Linked DNA regions of Mus musculus: region 1 is linked to region 2. Evidence: chromatin contacts called from public promoter capture Hi-C data. All regions are on one chromosome and are shown on one strand. Each heading gives the region's core, a stretch centred on a gene start, on an enhancer-like site or on the middle of the called end of the contact. The rest is flanking DNA. Distances are from core to core; before and after follow the strand shown. Region 1 holds the start of Cdhr5 (cadherin-related family member 5). Region 2 holds the start of Gatd1 (glutamine amidotransferase like class 1 domain containing 1).

Region 1 (3,771 bases), core at 272-2,771, 140 kb before region 2:
GGTAGGAGTGCAGGGTGTGAGAGTTGCTCATGGTGAAGCAGAAATTATGTGGGGCCTGTTATTTCTTCGAGCTTCCTTTAGTAAAAGGCTTGTGGTGGAGGCTGAGGGATACGATGTATGGGATAGGGTAGCGGGGCAGCATAACGTAGGAGGGTTAAGCATCAAAATGAATTTGCATACCAGATCAGTGTCTGCATGCCCTAGCCTGCCTCACCCACCCACCTGTGCATTTAGCTTTGGAGTCCGGTAAGAAACGTAGAAGTTTCTGTGTGAGGCTGTCTGGGGTTGTGGTTATGACTCTCTAGGGATTCACTATGTGGGGGAAGGAATAGAGAAGGACCAAGGGCACGGAGAGCAAATGGATCTGCGGCAGGGTCAGAAAGGAGACCTGCTGCCCAAGGCCCCGTGGGACTAGAGGTAGGAAGAGTAGGGCTGACTCTAACTGAGGCACAACCGACAATCCCAACAATGTACCTGGGGTGGGGTGACCTCAAAAGGGGCCTAAGTGGCTGGCAGGTGAGGGATGAGAGGCAGACTTAGGGCCTCAGGGTATTGACTTAATCCACAGCTCTAAGTTAGCTGACTTTGAGTCTGGAGCTCAGGGAAGTCTAGGCTGAAAGAAGCAAGCGTGGGAGTGGCCAGGAGAGAGCTGAGGTCATGGGGGAATGGCCTTGGGGTACTCTGACAGAAGGCAGAGGTGATCAGGTACTGGGGTTAACTTACCACCGCATCTCCTCTCTTACACTCCACATCTGCCTGGAGCAATGAGTTTTCCTAAGGATGAAGCCAGGGGCCCTATGAGTCACTTGCCACATAAGGAGCTATGCTGCTCTAGAACGGGAGAGTACGGCTAGGAGAGCAGGTACCGCTCCAGCGCCCCAGTCATCTGTGGGAAATCCTGGGTGTGTGGGGGGGGGCATTTGGCAGCTTTGTCCCCTACGGCCCTCCCCCTCAGTACCAACCAACCGACCACAGGGCCTGAAGGGTTCCTCACTCAGGGGGATAGAGAACCCTCAGCCCCTCCTTCCCTGAATCTTCCCCAGGTTAGGAGGCCCGCCCATGTATGTCTCCATGAAGGCACATTCCATCCAGCCTACAGACTGTACCTCATAATCTGGAGTCACGTTGAGAAACAGATCTTTTCCTTCGATCCTAAAGGCATAAGGAGTGGACAAGGGTCCCAAGGTCACGTGCAGGCCGTCTGGGACAAAAATGTTCACCAGTGGCTCAGAAACAGTGGTGTTCTCCTCGACTCTAAATATGGTCTGGTTCACAGAGCAGACTAGAAAGTTGGAAAGAAGAAGTTGGTTCCTCATCAGAGCTCTGCCACCCACCTGTCCTGCCCCTGCCCGACACATACCCTGGGTCTGGGCCAAGGTCCCCGGAGGTTGGCCAAACAGCACTGTGAGCCATGGCAACAGCAGGGAAGGCCACAGGAGGGCCGGAGCCCCCATGGCGGCAGCTGTCACCTGGAAGAAGGATCCAGCTTGCTTGGTTCCAGGGCTGGTACAATTCCTGCCTTGGCGACCTTCGCCCCTGCCAGGCACCGCCTCATTTTATGACCCTTTACAGATGGCCTCTATCAAGGGGACTCCCGCTGGCCGGCACTAACAGGGGACATGAGGTCATATTTCGGCCTGGACTTCCAGGAAGTTAGCTGGAGACTCAACCCACGGGAACTACACATAAGGTGTATGAAGCTTGAGAACAAGGAGGAGTGGAGAATAGGTGTGGGGAGCCAGGGCAAGGCTCTGGGGCCATAGATCTAAGGAGGCTGAGTCAGGGCTGGGGGCTGAAGCAGGCCTGTGGGATGGAACCATGGGTCTGGGGAGCTGGGGCAGGGCTATGGGGAGCTGGGGCAGGGCTATGGAGAGCTGGGGCAGGGCTATGGAGAGCTGGGGCAGGGCTGTGGGGAACTGGGGCAGGGCTGTAGGGAGCTGAGTCAGGGCTGGGGGCTGAAGCAGGCCTGTGGGATGGAACCATGGGTCTGGGGAGCTGGGGCAGGGCTGTGGGGAGCTGGGGCAGGGCTATGGAGAGCTGGGGCAGGGCTGTGGGGAATGGGGGCAGGGCTGTGGGGAGCTGGGAGCAAGAACAGGCTGAGCCATTGGGTCTACTGTAGCCCTCATTGGGGTGTCCCTCATCTTGTCTCTTTCTCCTCAGTGTTCTCTAGCAAAATCCCTGGAGCTATGTCATGTCGTCTCCCTTCCCTTCCCTCGTCCACTCCCAAGGGAAATGGCTGTGTCCCAGTATGCTCCTGCTGTATGAGAAACACAGCAGTTCCCCCAGGGTAGGGCCTGGCAGAGCCTTGGTTGGTGTTAGGATGCAGATAGAACCTTTCAGCCACAGCTAGGAGCTGGGGTTTGGGGAGCCAGTATCTGATGGAAGACAGGAATCCTGGTGAGGACACAGCCCAGGCCTCCATTAGATATGCTTCCTCTCCTTTTGCCTGTAAGCTCTCAGAGATAGGAAGAAGGCCCTGGGTGGGATCAGGAGGGTCGTAGGGGGTGTTCTGTTGAAAGGGCCTGCACAGCTCTCACTACTGTGGGCCTTTGCAGGGCTGGCTGCTTTAGGTGTCTGAAAACCTTCCCGAGGCTCCAAGCCTCTGCAAAGACTGAGCACTGTCTCACAACCCTTCACTGGTCCTACAGCTGCCTACTGGGAGATGACATCACCGTCAGGCCTCAGGCCTAGACATGTTAGAGCCAGGATGTACTCAGGTCCTCCCACTCATAAGCGGACCCCTATGACCCCGCCTGAGCCTCCTCCTCACCACTTCATTTACCCTGGCCACATGGCTGGACCAGGGTGGGGAGTCCCTGATCCCTAGAAATTTTGCTAAATGGACCACAGGGCAAGGTGGCACTCTAGGGAATTCAGCTGGGAAAAGAGGGGTTCAGCTGATGCCAGAGATAAGAAATGTCCTAGCTGGCTTCTTGGGTTCAAAGGGCAGCTGGGTGTGGTCCTAGCCACTGAATGAGATGGCTGGATCTGTCCACGCCTTCCAGGCTCTCGGAGCAGAGGCGGCCTTCATTTTATCAGACATCACACACCATGAGCTAAAAGACCAGGGTCTAAATTCCTTTTTTATTGATGCCAAGGACAACCAATCCCTACTCCAGCCAGGGTCCTAGAGACTCTTCCTCCCTCATCTGGGTGGCCTGGTTGTTTCAGTCCACTCTGAACGATCAACAGCAGACCTTGGTCCAGGAGGCAGCCAGAGAGACAGGGACCCATCCAGGGACAGCCTGGGCAGAAGCCTGTGGAAGGAGAGGGGACTAGTGAGTGACCATCAGAGTGCGGGTACCCACCTGGCTGGGGCACTTTAGGAATCCAGCTGAGGATGGAAAACTCACCAGTCCTGTAGGGTCTGAGTGTTCGACCACAGCAAGCAGAGCTGGTCCTCTAAGGGCTTGGACCGGGCCAGGCTGTTCTCTGGGATATTTTCTGTGTCCTGCTCGCTGACCCCACCCCCACCCCCACGCCCAAAGTAGAATTAGTGGTGTACAGGGATGTGGCGGGCCTGTCCCATACTAGCCAGTCTGGAAAATTCTACCTAGCGCGGGCTCACCTGCGCTTCCCCACCAGACCCTGCAGCAGGCGCTGCAGCCTGGCACTGTCCTGCAAGCGGCTGAGCTCGCTGGTGAACATTCCGTCTGAGTGTCTTGGGGTCCTGGGGAGGGGTGAAGCCATAAGGGTCAGAAATTGAAGTGTGGGCGTGGCCGGGATGAAACGGATTCCCAACCCTGCTCACCTGGGAGGTGCAGGGAGCGC
Region 2 (4,361 bases), core at 1,803-4,302:
CAAAGTCAATGGCCTTTCCCTACAGAAGCAGGGTTAACACTGGTATCTCCCCCACATTTGGATGGCAGAAAACTCAGAAAGGCTAACAGACTTAAAAACAGCCCAGGGCACAAACACCCTCTTAAATAGCACTTTTACTGGCTGGCCCAAGCAGGAAGCCTCCAGTGGCTATGGAGAGAGAAAGATCAAGTACAAAAAAGGCCCAGAGAGCCAAACCCCCAGTGTGTGGAGCCCAGTGCTACTCAATACTGAGGTCTTTCTATACCCTGCTCTCCCTTGGTCTCCAGTCTCCTACTTATAAAGTAGCAACAACTGTCCACCCAGCTCATGACTTCAAAACACTCAAAGTCACAAATACACAATACACACTTGCCGTGACCCATTTATACCGTATGTCCCCAGGATACATGCAAGAATCAATAATCTCTCCTATTAGGAGCCAAGTGTGTAGGACCCACACACTAGGGTCAAGCCTTATCTTTCACTTAAAGATGGCCTGCAAAAGTGCAAGCCACAATGGAAAAAAATTTTTTTTCCCTGAAGATGGGTAGTCAGAGTCAGGGAACTGGGATGGTGGCTTAAGGATGCCTCCAAGACTGGCTGTAGATCCCCTTACCTGAAGGTAGCTCCCTCCTGGCCCTATCAGCTACAGAGGGCTCTCTACACTCTCCTAGCCTCAACTCAGAAAGGAGAACAGCTCACCCTAGAGAAGGGTGACTACTCACCCCTGGGGTGGCCACCTGTAGGTTGAAGGCAGCACTGGCCAGTGTGAAACAGTGGACGAAGGACTGGGCTGACACACCTGCAAAAGAGGGGTCCAGAAAAGTGAGGGCATGATAGGGCCAGCTGTCTCATCCCTATTCATAGACTGCTCCAGTGCTCCTGGGGCCATCCTGGTCCCAGAACCTGCCTTAGGGGCAGTCCATTTTACCCACCCCAGGGCCTACTCCCTGGGGGCAGGACAGCAGCCCTTCAGGTTCAGGAATACATAACTGAGAAGACCTGCTCAGAGGTCCACAGCAAGTCTATTATTTTACCCAGCTTTGGTCACTGGACCCTGAAAGACCTGCAGGTGCTCCAGTGGTTCTGAAACCTCCCTGGACAGGCTCTCCACTTGACCTAATAACTCTACCTTCAGGCCCCCAGGTCACCTTAACTGTCCACCAACACCATTACACCCTTGGCTGCATCCTACCCTTTCCCACTATAGGTACTTCCAAACAGGTAAATGTCTGGTGCATCCCCTTAGAGATCCACCAGGATCCAAGGTCCCCATAACCTGGGAAGAGCAGCAGTGAACATGTCACAGAGGTAAACGCAGCAGGAGAGGAGAGTGGTGTCTGGGGCACTCCCACACCCAGGACATGGGTAAGATTCTGCCCCACCATGGTATTCTCAGCCCTCTTCTGCCCATCAAAAGTGGCACACACCTTTAATCCCAGCACTCAGAGGCAGAGGCAGGCAGATTTCTGAGTTCAAGGCCAGCCTGGTCTACAGAGTGAGTTCCAGGACAGCCAGGGCTACACAGAGAAACCCTGTCTCAAAAAAACCAACAACAACAAAAAAGTCCTTCAAAAAGGAACGAAGCTTGCCTAATTCAAAAGACTCTAGCCCCCAGGTGTGGTAATGCACACCTTTATGCACACCTTTGATCCTAGCACTTTTTAAAAGATTTATTTATTTACTTTATGTATATGAGTACACACTGAAGCTGTACAGATGGTTGTGAGCCTTCATCTGGTTGTTGAGAATTGAATTTAGGACCTCTGCTCACTCCAGTCCAAAGGTTTATTTGTTATTATAAATAAGTACATTGTAGCTGTCTTCAGACCAAATGGTTGCTCTCTCCCATCCTGGTCTTAAGACACCCTGTGGGTCTTAAGACACTCCAGAAGAGGGAGTCAGATCTTGTTAAGGATGGTTGTGAGGTTGTTGGGATTTGAACTCAGGACCTTCGGAAGAGCAGTCAGTGTTCTTATCCGCTGAGCCTTCTCACCAGCCCCCTAGCATTTTTTTAAAGACAGCATCTCATGTAGCCATTGCCCTCTCTATCCTCCTGCCTCCAACTCTGACACTAGGCTTTTGGCTTGTGGATTTTGTTTTGGTTAATATTTTGAGTCAGACCTCACTGTGTACTCCTGCTAGCCTGGAACTTGCTATATAAGTTCCAGACGGGCTCAAACTCCTGGAGATCCATCTGCCTCTGCCTCCTGAGTGCTGGGATTAAAGATAATTTTTAGCTTCTCAATCCCTCACTTTCCGACTCTCAAGGAAGGCCTACCTAGGAGCTGCTGTAGATTCTCTTTTACCTCTATTCCAGGGAGGAGCAGCACCCTCAGGCCCCTCCCACCCTCACCTGGGACGCTTCAGTGTGGAACCCAGAAATTCATCAGTCCAAGATCCCGACGTACCCTCGCGCTCACACCCACTTGCAGAGGTCTATAGGAATCCAGAGGGAAACCCCGGGCCGCAGCCCTGGGCTCCACCTCCCCACAGAGACTATCTCGGGCCAGTCGGTTCCCTAAGGACCCGTGAAGTAATCATCTGCCCAGCGCCCCTGACACACACCGGGCAGTTGGAACATGAAGCCAACAGACCCCTTCTGCGTGAGGGTCCCTTTTATGCAGCTCTTTCGAGCAACCTCTTTCAGGATCGCTTCCTGGAGGTGCACGAAGATAAACCCAAGATAGGGGGTAACAGAGAGGCAGAAAACACGGGCAGAGAGAGTACCAAGCCCCTGCGGCTCACTCGGGGGCAGGGTCATCTCTGCAGCCGCTGACCGTCCCTGTCTGCCAGCGCAGACAACATAGTAGGCCTGCGCCAGAGAAACAGATGCAGGGTCCCAGAATCTCAACTCCACAAACACAAACGTTTGCCCAGAGTCAGGACTGCAGGCCAGTGAGCTACACAGCTGCCCTGCGCGCCTCACCTTCGGAAGCGCCGCTGGCCACCAGGAGACACGCAGGCCTGCTTGGCAGCCGCTCGGACGCCATGGCTACAGCCCAGGCGGATATTTGTGCGAGGGATGGGGCGGGGCGGGGCTCGCCTGCAGAGAGCGGAATGCGCATGCGTGAGGCACGAAGGGCGGGGCTCGCCGGCAGGGTGCAAGGTGGGGTGGGAGAAACAACGCGGAAATTGAGTGAAGATGGGGGCAGTTTGCGCATGCGCATGGGGTAGTGGTTGAGTGGCAAGCATGCGAGGGGCGGGGACTGAGCGGGGGCGGAGCGGGGCGGAGCGGGGCGGGGGTTGGAGGCGGAGGCGGGGGAGGATACGCCCTGGGTCCCTGAGTGGTCGTTTCCTGATTGGAAGCCACCGGTACAGACTTGTGGCCCTAGGGCACATCAATTAAACCCAGTGGGCCGGGTAGATGTTTCCGAGTCCGAGTCTACCACAGAGCTACTACGCCTTGGGCCTTTGCCCGAAAGTTGAGCCTGGCTAAGTGTGTCAGGGAGCGATGACCGGTCGGGCGGACAGGGTGAGGGGCACAGAGTTGGGTCGTATGTGGGCGGGTCTTCCTCTGCCGGTTTGTGAAGATCCAGAAGATACCTGGGTCGGTTGAGTTTTGTATGTTCCTATAGAGGATGGAATGTCACTTCCTGAGCTGTGGACGCCTCTGGAGGTTCTGTTGAGTTTCCTGAGGAAAAGACCAGATTGGGGAGGCCAACCTGTATCTAAAGCGATTTACTTCTGTGGGACTCCTGCTGGGGCTTAGGAAAAGGAACCTGGAGCCCAGGATTGTGTGTTGTCTGAGTGGCGACTTTTGAAGATTCACAAGCCACAAGCTTGACTAGCCATCCTTATTAAATCCCCATCTATTGACATGAAACCCTGAAATTGAAGGGGTCAGATTGGCTAGTGTCCACATACTCACACAGTTCCACCTTTGTGCTGCCTCCAGAGTAACATTAAGGCACCAGAAGTGGCAGAGCCAGCAGTAAGCTTGAGTCTTGTGGAGAAAAGTATTTATATTGAATTCAACGCCCAGGTATTAGATATAATTTTGTAAAGAGACTACCATTCCAGGGAAATGTATAGACAGGGCAAATTTTACCCTTGAGGAAGAGTGTGCTGGAGAAAATGGTGAACAGCACCCCAAGACAGGAAGAGCATTTGATTTTGTTTTAACTCAGGTGGTGGCTGTTTCTTTTGCCCACTGACTGGAGTCCGACCTCACAATCTTATTAACTAGTCGGGAAAGACTCAACATACAAGAAATGGAGGAGGGGAAAGCAGTCCCTGACTGAAGGAGAATCACTGTTCCAGGCTAGTATAGAGAAATACACCTTTGGGTAAACAAAGCTTTTACTAGGTGGAAAGGATTAAACATTTGCATAAAAGTCTTACAAGGTGAAGGAGATAAA

Evidence for each region. Capture Hi-C pulls out chosen DNA fragments and counts their contacts.
Region 1: a promoter capture Hi-C map of liver shows a contact between it and region 2. The contact joins the promoter of Cdhr5 here to the promoter of Gatd1 in region 2. A contact is called at or near these places in 21 of 39 promoter capture datasets (the 3T3-L1 cell line, 3T3-L1-derived adipocytes, the C10 cell line and 14 more), 1 of 15 datasets of contacts at CTCF or cohesin (pro-B cells), 11 of 484 Hi-C or Micro-C datasets (the Ba/F3 cell line, the G1E-ER4 cell line, the HL-1 cell line and 7 more), 8 of 115 datasets of contacts at active chromatin or transcription factors (the HPC-7 cell line, the SCID.adh cell line, bone marrow-derived macrophages and 5 more) and 4 of 9 other capture datasets (adipose tissue, embryonic stem cells, liver and 1 more).

Annotation. Positions count from the first base shown.
Region 1 is chr7:141,275,265-141,279,035 of GRCm38.p6, forward strand. Cdhr5 (cadherin-related family member 5) reads right to left here and starts at 1,522. Exons shown (of 15, transcript NM_001114322.1): 1 at 1,361-1,522; 2 at 1,107-1,282; 3 at 724-774. The coding sequence starts at 1,454. Sct (secretin) reads right to left here. Exons shown (of 4, transcript NM_011328.3): 1 at 3,752-3,771; 2 at 3,569-3,670; 3 at 3,354-3,458; 4 at 3,065-3,257. The coding sequence ends at 3,146.
Region 2 is chr7:141,411,073-141,415,433 of GRCm38.p6, forward strand. Gatd1 (glutamine amidotransferase like class 1 domain containing 1) reads right to left here and starts at 3,053. Exons shown (of 8, transcript NM_172116.4): 1 at 2,930-3,053; 2 at 726-802; 3 at 1-19. The coding sequence starts at 2,993.